2 separate regions of the Mus musculus genome follow, and region 2 is linked to region 1. Evidence: chromatin contacts called from public promoter capture Hi-C data. All regions are on one chromosome and are shown on one strand. Each heading gives the region's core, a stretch centred on a gene start, on an enhancer-like site or on the middle of the called end of the contact. The rest is flanking DNA. Distances are from core to core; before and after follow the strand shown. Region 1 overlaps Gm5907 (predicted gene 5907). Region 2 holds the start of BB014433 (expressed sequence BB014433).

Region 1 (5,193 bases), core at 933-3,432:
TCTGCATTTCGAAGTTAAGTACCACTGACAGAGGAGGGTCGGGGTCTTACATTGTAGCCTTGCTGTGGCCTGCTTTTGCATCTGTCTGCACAGACTGGGAGCCACACACCCGCCACTTTATTAGGCTTGTCAGGTTATCTGTGGAACAGTGGCGAAACTGCCAGTGGATAGTGTTTTGTGTCCCTTCCAAGGGTCAGTCTGGTGTGGATAAAAAGCCCGATTTGCCATCCTCGGTTTCACGAGCTATTAATCAGTGCATTCGGAAGAATGGCTGTCATCTGCTCATTTTGGTGCAGGCTCAGCTCTGAGTTTGAAATGGTAGACCCGAGGTCAGTTAATCTACAGTGAGGGCCCTTTATTATCATAGGTGAGAGTCAGACCACAATCAGCCCAGCCAGCCAAGCATGGCCCTCAGCTGTCTGGGATTCCTTAAAGTACTGAAGCTGTTCCCAGAGTGGATACCAGCTATGATTTCAGCAGTGACCGAAACCTTAGCTCTGCTTTGCCACACAGGGTAACTGCATCTGAGTCTCGAGTTTCAGGATTATTACTTAAATGTCGATCATTACATGGCAGAGTTGGAGAACGATGACCCCTGAGGTGGGACCAGCGCAGCTGAACTCAGCACCACACAGATCATCCGGTGCACCTCTGTCCTTCATCCCACCATTTTTTTCCGCAGGGCTCCTGCACCAGGCTCCTCTGGCACTGACTTTGACTCAGTGATCTCTCATCTTCAGGTCGATGCCAACTCCTGGAGGAGGAGATTCCCGAGGTTTCCCCACTAGCCCCCTCTGTCCAAGGCCATGCAGTGAGGACCAGATTCCTGTATGCATGCCGGCTCTGCTCTGGAAAGGGGGTGCCAGTGTGCTGGACTTGGTCACGGAGAGCACGCTCATCTTATGGCTTGGTGAGAACTGTGTGGGATGGCAGAGAAGGCACTAACTGGCACCTGTGTTTAATAGCAGAAAGGATTACACTCCAGTTCTGGCTAGAACGTCTTGTGTCATATTTCCAAACATCTTGTTACAGAGTCCCAAAGTATCTGAGGAACATGCTGCACCCCTCCGCAGCAGAGAAGATGAGCATATTATCTTCATTAACTTTGATACTTTAGGGGACCTGACTGTTATTTTATTTTAAAATATCCCAATTTATTCTATTGTCTTCATAGGTGTGCATGTCTGACGTGGGTATGTACATGAGTCCAGGTATCTGAGGAGGCCTTGGATCCCCTGGATGTTGGAAGCTGCTTGACATGGTGCTGAGAACTGAACTTGAGCCCTCTGGAGGAGCAGCCAGTGCCCTTAACTTCTGAGTCATCTCTCTACCCCTGACATTGTTAGAGATTGCTGGGGAAGACTCGTACTTACTCTGTGTGTGACACCATGCCTTCCAATGTCTAGTTTCATTCCATGCCCAGAGATGTGTAAAAAAAATAAAATCAGATAAATTTCACTGCTTGTCTGGTAATTTTTCTACGTGGGCAACTTGCTTAGATTATATTGGAAATGAAACTGAAGGTAAAGATTAGACATTGCGGCAACCTGAACAGCGTAGCCGTCCAGATTCCCACCGTTTCCATGTATCCAAGTGTTTGGCACTGACCTTTCTAAAGTTTAGTTCTTGTCGCTGTTTGGAGGGATGGACTTGGAGCAGAAGAGATAGAGCGCACTGTATACGGAAGCAAACCTTGGGTAACAGAGTTCTCTTGCAGCCAAAGCTGTTGGATCTGGGGTTGGGCAAATAATCAAAGACTGGTACAGTCAAAACATTCTTCCTGGGAATTTGGATAGCTCTAGAGGGAAGCAATCTGGAGAGAGGGTTCAAGGACAGAGTTTAAGATGGGAGGGAAGGAGGGAGGCCAGGGATGGGAAGACAGAGAGCACAAGAGATGCAAGTATGCAAATGCTCAGAGGAAGAAGATGGGGACAGAGTCAGTCATCCCTGCTCACAGCTCAGCAGTTCTTCATGCCAGACCTTCGGTTTACAGATTAGAAACGGGAGACTCAGGAGTGACACAAGCTTTGGGTGGGATACAGCCGTTTCTGCATGGCTTACAGATTTTCACCTCTCCTGTCCTATGGGACTGTAACTGTACTGTCACAGGGCCACACTTGGCTGGACCACTCTGAGTGTGTCACAAAGTGGAATCTGTAGAAACAGGAAGTCCTCAGGCTGTTAGGGAGCTTCCTGAGCCGAGACATCCCCCGAGCGCCATATCTATGTTCTCACAGGGCGCCTCCTCTATCTGTTATTTTTGGATTCCTAACATGCTTGGTTTTCTTGTAAATGTCCATTTGCTAGGCTCCTCTGGGCCTGTCACAGCAGGTACTGATAAAGCCTCTTCTAGAGGCTGTAGCTCAGATGGCCAAGGGCTGCCAATGCAACTTCCTCATACCAAGCAGCCAGTATTAAAACTGGGCTTGCTTCTGTCACGGATGCTGCACCCTAAAGCAACCTCAAAGCTTCTGTGTCTGGTTCTCAGAAAGGCGATGCAGGAAGATGGCCATGACGAAGCTGATGAATTTAGTTCCCTAAACAGATATCCATAAGGAAATCAGCCTGGAAGTAGGCAAAGGCAACTACCAACTTTGGGTGGGTAGTGATGAACTGGGGCAGTGGAAGACCATGGTCAATGAAACAAACAGGCTGTGTCTATGGAACTAAAGATGACCAGTGACAGCATCTTGTCAAATAGATACAGCAGTAGGAGAAAGGAGCTATTAAAACCCACATGGGAATCTTGGAGTTGAGTATCACAGTTGACTAAGCTGGATCATCGCTGGGGCAGCTCACAGCAGCGTTGAGCTGGAAGAAGATGGGGAAATTTGACAGTAGAACAGAAGAGACTTTATAAGCTGAAGTACAGAGAACAGCACAGAGCCAAAGAAATGTGAGACACTGTTGAGACAACAGTAATCTCGGTGTCACCACCTGGATTAGTCTCACATCCTGGGGTCACCCCACTGCTAAGTCTAGGCTCTTGTTCATCTGTGCGCGTTCAGAACTGAAGACAGTGTTTTTCCCCAGTGTTTTTCGTACTTGTCAACTGTATCCCACGGCAGTGGTTTGAGTCTCTTGTCCTGGGAGTACGGAGAGGCAGTCCTTCTTGCTGAGACTGAGGCTGGAATATTTCTAGATCTGGACCAGTGTGCTCTGGGGGACGAGACGCTTCACCTGTGCCATGGGTCTGGTACAACTTCTGCCTCTATGGTGGGCCACACTTCTATGTTATAAGTGACAGAGGGACATGTCGGTATGGTGGCATAGTAGCTTGGCAAGAGTCCAAAACAAAACAAAAACTTTCTCTAGAAAATTTTATGCTAGGAGGAGATGGGCTGAAGGCAAAGTTGCTCCCAACAATGCCACAACATCCCACAGCTCTGATAACAAAGTATCTAACAGCTAAAGCTTCATTGTATTTTCCTTGCTTCTGTTTAATTTCCTTTGTAAATTGCAATGTACTTTTCCAATTTATAGGTGGAGCGAAACTGAGAAATTTTCTCTTCCTAGTTCTGGTAAAGACTATAAATAAACCCGTATCCATTTACAAATTCCCGTCATATGTGTGTGTGTGTGTGTGTTTTAAGTGTCAAGCAGGGGACTTGAGATTCCTGTCGCAGGAGAATTACTGGCTATCTGATGACATGGTTCTCAGGAATCGAGTACAATGGCCTGGTTCAGCATTACTCCCTAAGTCCTGTGGAGCCTTGGCCTCCTGGGTCTCACATTTCTCAACTGTAAAGTGGAGGCATCAGAAGTGGATTGACGGTGCACAGACCTGACACAGAACATGCTCAGCAACTGGATCCTCATTAGATCCTCATGGATCCTCTAATGAGGCCCATGTGCCCATGTCCTGCATGAGGCTTGGCCTCTGTACAGATGACATCTTTTTAAATGACATTGGCTGACCCAGGAGTCTTATGTAATTTTTTGTAGGGGGTGGTTGAGACAGGATTTCTCTGTATGCATCCCTGGACATCCTGGAACTTGACCTGTAGAACAGGCTGGCCTTGAACTCAGATCTGCCTGCCTCTGTCTCCTAAGTGCTGGGATTAAAGGCATATGCTTCCACCTTCTGACTTTACAGATAACATCTCAGTAAAGTCTTTTACATACCTCTGGCATCATAGCAAAGGGACAGCAAGTGCCAATAGATCAGACACTGGGAGAAGGAACAGAGGGCCAGGCTCCCATCAGACCCAGCTCTGTTGTCTGCAAGGTGCTGAATATAGGGCCTGGCATACGGAGACCCCACAGCCTTAGAGGATGTAGATAGTTCTCATTCCCACTTCTTTTTATCAGATGTGACTATTCTGTAGTCTGCCCTTTCCATGATGGTCAGAAAGGAAGTTGCAAGCCACAAGGAAGCAAAATCAAGCTTCGGGAATCTTTCTCAAAACTCAGTTGTGATGTCTCTAGGCAGTCTTTTTCAAAACTCAGTTGTGATGCCTCTAGGCAGCTTGTTGGAGGCCACATCTGACCTGTTAGTCAGAGACCATTGGGAAGCATCCTGGCCCATCATGTGGTATCTGTAAATAGGGCTGCACCCTAACTCTCCCCCTGAGGAAACTCCTGTCTTCATTGGGCTTCTTCAGGAGGCCCTTGGTACCTTCTGTCTCCTGGGGGACAGTCTCCTAAATGATAACAGTTTGACAAAGAACCTGGCTTTCCTTGCTCTCCACGTGTACCCTCTCTGGACCTGTGGATGCTTGTTCTCATGCGCTGGTCCCACGGCCAGGCAGGGACCCAGGTGGTACCCAGTGGAGCTACATCACAAGCATGGTGAGGCCCTGGCTCGATAAGGCTTAGGGCTCGCCCGTGTTTGTGGGTGAAGCTGTCTGGTTCTGAGCCAAGATGGGAAGCAGAGCTAAATTAAGAGGAGAGATGGCAGATGTCAGTCAGCATCCTTCTTCCTTCCCTTTCTTTGGGCTGGAGATAGTTTGTGTTTTCACTTGGGTAGCCCCAGAGCACCCTCTGTCCTGGCCTAGATGGCAGTGTCTTAACACAATGACCCCCAGATGAGAACCTACCTGTTTCCACTGGGAAGGGCTGGGAGGACCATGTGCCACCTACATGCCCTATATGAGTTCAGAACACAGACCCACCGTCTAGCCAATTTCCCAAGACACTGAGTGGCCTGAGAACAGTGGCAGGTTATAACCTGACCTGAACAAGAGTGGAAAC
Region 2 (5,193 bases), core at 1,976-4,475, 1.0 Mb after region 1:
GTGTGAGTATGGTTTTGTTTTCTCCAGTTTGGGTCCTAGTTAGAACGGCTCTGCAAGTTCTGTGGATTCTTACTGTAAAGCAGGCAGGTGGCACCAAATGATCACAAATGGCTTTGCTGGGTCTGCAGTGATGCAACAGGCCGTGGATTTCCCACAGTTGTAAGAGATCTCAGTCCTAAGCCTGTGTGGTGCTTCTTTAAGTACAACACTGCCACCTCCTGGTGATACAGCACACTGCATCCTTTAGGGCAAACAAAGAGACAAGTACAAGTGTATTAAACAATGACGTTACTAAGAATAAATGAAAATAATAATGCCACATTTCCCATTCTTTTGACTGCGTGTACATGCGTGCTTCCGTGAGTGTGTATGTGCTTGTAATCCTGTGTGCCACGGTGTGCATGTGAATTTGATGGAGGTATCCTCCAGTTTTGCTCTTTGCTTTCCTCCTTGCTTGAGACAGAACCTCTTTTTTTTTCTTTTTTTGCTGTTGTCTATCACTCTGTATACAGCTGTAAGCTTCCACAAAGTCTCCTGTTTCTGCTCCCACCTCCTGCTTATGCAAGCTGAGTGGATTTGGACTCAGACCCTCAAACTTATGTGGCAAGTGAATGAGCCCTCTCCGCAGCCTTTCAGAATATTTTAGGTACATTTACTATTACGTAAGTATGTATGCAGAGTAAATGCTGGCCAATTAAATCATGAAGTGTATTTTTTCAACACAGTGCAGGTCATGGCAATGACGTGCACTCGGATGACACGTGTTTCTGTCCGTGATAATTCCATGATGTCCCCAGTGTGTGCCTGCTTCTGTGTAAGTCCCATGTTCTATGTTGATGGGCTGAGTCTGTGCAGCAAGGGCCCTATCGGTCTTGTAATCAACAGGGCTTTACACACTTTGGGAAATCCCAGCTATCATGCCAGAATTATTCACGACTAGTTAATTCATGGATTTGTGTCTAAGCATGCACCATGTAAAAGTTGGAAGACTGGGAAAGTCGGTGCTTGGGGGCTACATCTTCCTTCAGTTACTCAGTTCCACGCAAGCCTCTGGTTCAGGATCAGTCTCCTGGGTCAGGTCCTGTCCCCACCACACCATGGACCCAATTACTTTGTCCTACATGGTATGACTGACTCAGGGCAGTGGGCATTGTGGACATAGTGTGACTTCTGTGCTGTGAACACTTTCATGCCTCAGGACCCCAGGAATCCTGTTGAGTGTGTGATCCTGGAGGCCATACCCAATGTGGGACCCCTGTAATGGTTCCCACTCACAACTCCTTCCATACCAGATGTGGGACCCCTGCGATGGTTCCCACTCACAACTCCTTCCATACCAGATGTGGGACCCCTGTGATGGTTCCCACTCACAACTCCTTCCATACCAGATGTAGGACCCCTGCGATGGTTCCCACTCACAACTCCTTCCATACCCGATGTGGGACCCCTGCGATGGTTCCCACTCACAATTCCTTCCATACCAGATGTGGGACCCCTGCGATGGTTCCCACTCACAACTCCTTCCATACCAGATGTGGGACCCCTGCGATGGTTCCCATTCACAGCTCCCTTCTCTCCCAGTTCCCCGTGTGTGCTTACAGATGAGTTTTCAAATATAAGAATATCTTATGCAAAGGCATCATTTGACATCTATCACATCTACTAAGCATAAAACTGTAAGTTATTGTAACCAAATGGAGTCACTCATCTATTTAATAACTGTTTATTAATAGATATAACAAGGAGGTTATATATAATATATGATATATGAGATAATATAACATATAACATAGAATATATAATATAATTGATATAATATATAACATAGTATAACATATAATATATAATATATCTTTGATACTCGACTGGTGATCAGATCACAGGAAACCTCAAGTGGCAGAGGCAAGCGGTGAAGCAGGCACCATCACAGGCAAGTTCCTATATTAACTCAGCCTTCAGAAGGTTTATGTCACATGCCCAGCATGCTACCTGGCTCCTATGTGCCCTATCTATAAACCAGAGCATGCCCAGAAATACATCTACATCTTTCTTTCTGAATGATAACCTTAAATTGAGCATGCGCAGGAGTTCAACTCAGCATTAACTAAGCACGTTCAGGATGGGGCCCCCTCTCCACTGCATAGGTGTTGTTGGCTTGCCGAACAGCTCCAGGCACTTCCCCAGAGGAAGGCATTGGATGCTTTGGAAATGGTTGCCTGCCCTTCCCTTCCTGCTGCAGGTAATATATCTTTCTACTTCATTTCATGCTGGCATTTGCTTTGACTTTGTATTCACCAAGATGTAGAACCATTGCATTGGCTACAGAACCAGAATTTTGTCCAGAAAACCCTTTCAGGATGTTTATCCCCAAATGGCCCACTCAGCCTTGGGTGGCATTTCCCTTGATAGTCTGTGACCAAGGAAGATGGTTTCAAGATGCTAGACATAATTCATTTTGTTTATAGAAATTATCCCTTGCCCACAATCATGACTTTCTGGGGTATACCTGTTCCCACAATAGCCCATTCAGCTCTCAATATCAATGTCCTGAAGACTGTCTGTCTGTCTGAATGTCTCTGATTATTATTTAGGTCAAGAGCATCAAGTATGTTATCCTTGCCACTGGTGTATCTGTGCACCCTTTCCTTACGAGGACTCTGTCTGCAAACAGCAACCCATCCTGTCCTACACAGTACAGGGCCTAGGTGCATAAGAATACAGGAAAAGCCAAGGGAGTTGTTCACACCTTGGTCCAGTGAAGAGACATGTCTGTGGGTATCCTGGAGGCTAAACTTGGTAGACTTGGGTTTCCAGGAGCTGCAGGTGAGGGTGCTGCTGGTTCTGTGTGGGTCAGTTTCCACATCTGCAGTAATGGGAAGTTCTTTACCATCTTTAGAATCACTTTGTCTTTCTGGGTTTATACGAGACCCATGGCAGAGAGATGAGTAGATTTTACGAGCATGTCACATGAGCGGTGACATGATAAAAATGTATTCGTATTTAAGTAGCGCTAACAGGTATGGGTCAACTACTTCAGCACAGAATTCTGCTTCTGGGAAAGTCTAGAGACAGTGGGTTTCTTTGGTTGTTTCTTACCAGCAGGCTTGAGCTCACCCTCAATTTGTAGTTCATGGTGTTCTTAGCATGGCTCCGCAGAGGGCTGTGCCAACAGATCTTGGCTCCGTAGAGGGGTGCGTCAACAGGGCACGGGAATGTTGGGTTCAACAAAGAAGTCATCGCCCAGAACCTTCCTTCTATTAGAACCTGGAATTTATGTTTGTTCCCAGGGTCAGCACTGCATTCTTTCCCCATGGTTTCCAAGGCTTCGGAAGCCTTTGTTCCCACGTCTAGGTTCACGTAGAGCAAGGCTGTTCCATCTCGAAAGCCCCGTTGGCTTCTCACTGTCTCTCAGTGTCCTTGGGTGGACCTCCACAGCTCACGTGACTCCACACCCCACAGCTTCCTGACTCTGAAGTCCTGTCATGGGACAAACTCACATCAGATGCAGGGTGCTGAATGGGTTTTAAAGTGTGTATGGAGTCCTCCCTCTCCCGCAGATATCAGAGTGGTCATAGTACAAGTCTGGGCTCTTATCATCATAAAGGATACTTTATATGACAGGGCTAGGGACATCTCAGATTGAAGCGACTTTGGGACCCATTTGGGAGTGACAATCCAGGCCTGGGTGTTTGTAGATCATCTCTTACTGTAACAGGCCCCCAGAGCTTAGTACATCCTAAGACCTTAGGACATCTGATGTCATGTTAGAGACATTATCGTGACCTTAAAACTGGGTATGTAGGCCCCAATGCCTGCCAGAATGGGTACTAAGACCAAATCCACCAAAAACCTATGCCAGCCCATAGTACAGGACCTGGGAAAGTTCCTAAATATACCAACCTTGCTTTTTGGCATCTGTTGTTGTCTTCTTGCTAACCAAAGCTTGACAACCAGGATGTAATTTTTGTGCACGCTGACAAAGAACTGTAGGGCTCAGGGCTCCACGGTTTAGGTCTACTGGCCAGTGAAGAATTTCTATTGGCTTGAAGGGACCCTGTGTTCTTTGGAGGAGTTACCTCCTAATACTTAGCCTACACTCCCTATACCACCCTACATTCTTTGTGCCAGAAGAAAACAAGCTACTCATAATTAAAACCTCCTCTGCAGCTGGGATTAGCAAGTAGACAAACTAGGCAGCTCTCAACAGGAAAAATAAAAGGTTTCTAAGGTTTTTCTTGGTCTTGTTTGTACAGTCCTCTAAAAATCATAGAAACAGTGCTGCCTATCATGCCCCAGGATGTGTCAGACACAATTACTGTGACTTGCCAGCCCCGGGGTCAGGAGTAATGGAACTTTATTCCACATTAAAAAGGATTATGGGTAACAACACTCAAGTTCCAGACTTTTCTTTTTTTCTTTCTTTTGCACACTATTGTTGAGCTCTTCTTGAAAAGAGCTCACAGCCAGGAGAGTGCCCAGGGAAGAAAAGATTTCTGGTGGCTGGTGTGCCCTCTTGTGAACAAAGGTGATACTGCAGTAGTGGCCATTAAGAGGGAAGAGGGAGAGAAGGGCTCTTTGGGCTGTGCTAGGATCATTCATGATTTTTTGAAAATAATTTGCTCAATTGCTCGAAGTTAGTGAGTATGTCAGATCCTTGCTGGTGAGTGAAAACACTTGACAAAGCCCTAAGGGAGGGAGGGCTTGCTTGGGAGGATACACAGCTACAATTCGAGAGGATACATAGTTCTTAGTGGAGGGGAGGTTTGCATCAGCAGTAAGAAAACAGAGGGAGATGGCCGCTGTTGACCAGCCTGCTTTCTCCTCTTTATGCAGTCTGGAACCCCAGTCCATGGAATAGCACTCCCATATTTGTAGTGGGACACCCTACCTCAACTGAACCTTCCTGAAACACACACACAGAGACCTATCCAGAGGCATGCTTCTTAGTTGGCTCTCTACCAATCAATCTGACACGGTGAGCCACGGGTGTAAGGTTAGACACACATTCTTGGGTGTTTCTGCTGTGTAGGTCAACTGGTTGTGGTCAGGGTGGCAGATGTCTGGATCTCTGGGCATGCACTGGTTATTAACAGTCGATCTTTTTAGTCTCAGAGCGGCTCTGTTGTAGATGACCAACCCCCTAATTATGACTGATTCGGGGGCATGCGGGAGAGGAAGACCTGAGAAATCACT

What was found. Promoter capture Hi-C pulls out the DNA fragments that hold promoters and counts their contacts.
Region 2: a contact with region 1 is called in a promoter capture Hi-C map of trophoblast stem cells, with 5 times the contacts expected there. The contact joins the promoter of BB014433 here to the enhancer-like site in region 1. A contact is called at or near these places in 8 of 39 promoter capture datasets (3T3-L1-derived adipocytes, cranial neural crest, hippocampal neurons and 4 more), 2 of 484 Hi-C or Micro-C datasets (both in embryonic stem cells), 4 of 115 datasets of contacts at active chromatin or transcription factors (all in embryonic stem cells) and 2 of 9 other capture datasets (adipose tissue and liver).

Annotation. Positions count from the first base shown.
Region 1 is chr8:14,002,104-14,007,296 of GRCm38.p6, forward strand. Gm5907 (predicted gene 5907) reads left to right here. Exons shown (of 3, transcript NR_131137.1): 2 at 741-910; 3 at 1,175-1,458. Among named protein-coding and RNA genes, the nearest start is that of Gm5907, 19 kb to the left of the region's middle. Within about 2 kb of position 2,183, at least 13 of the 459 cell types and tissues checked have an H3K27ac peak or open chromatin away from gene starts, as enhancers often do. A contact at or near this core is called in trophoblast stem cells, where this site is marked.
Region 2 is chr8:15,042,853-15,048,045 of GRCm38.p6, forward strand. It overlaps BB014433 (expressed sequence BB014433), which reads right to left and starts at 3,226. Exons shown (of 2, transcript NR_037972.1): 1 at 3,115-3,226; 2 at 1-241.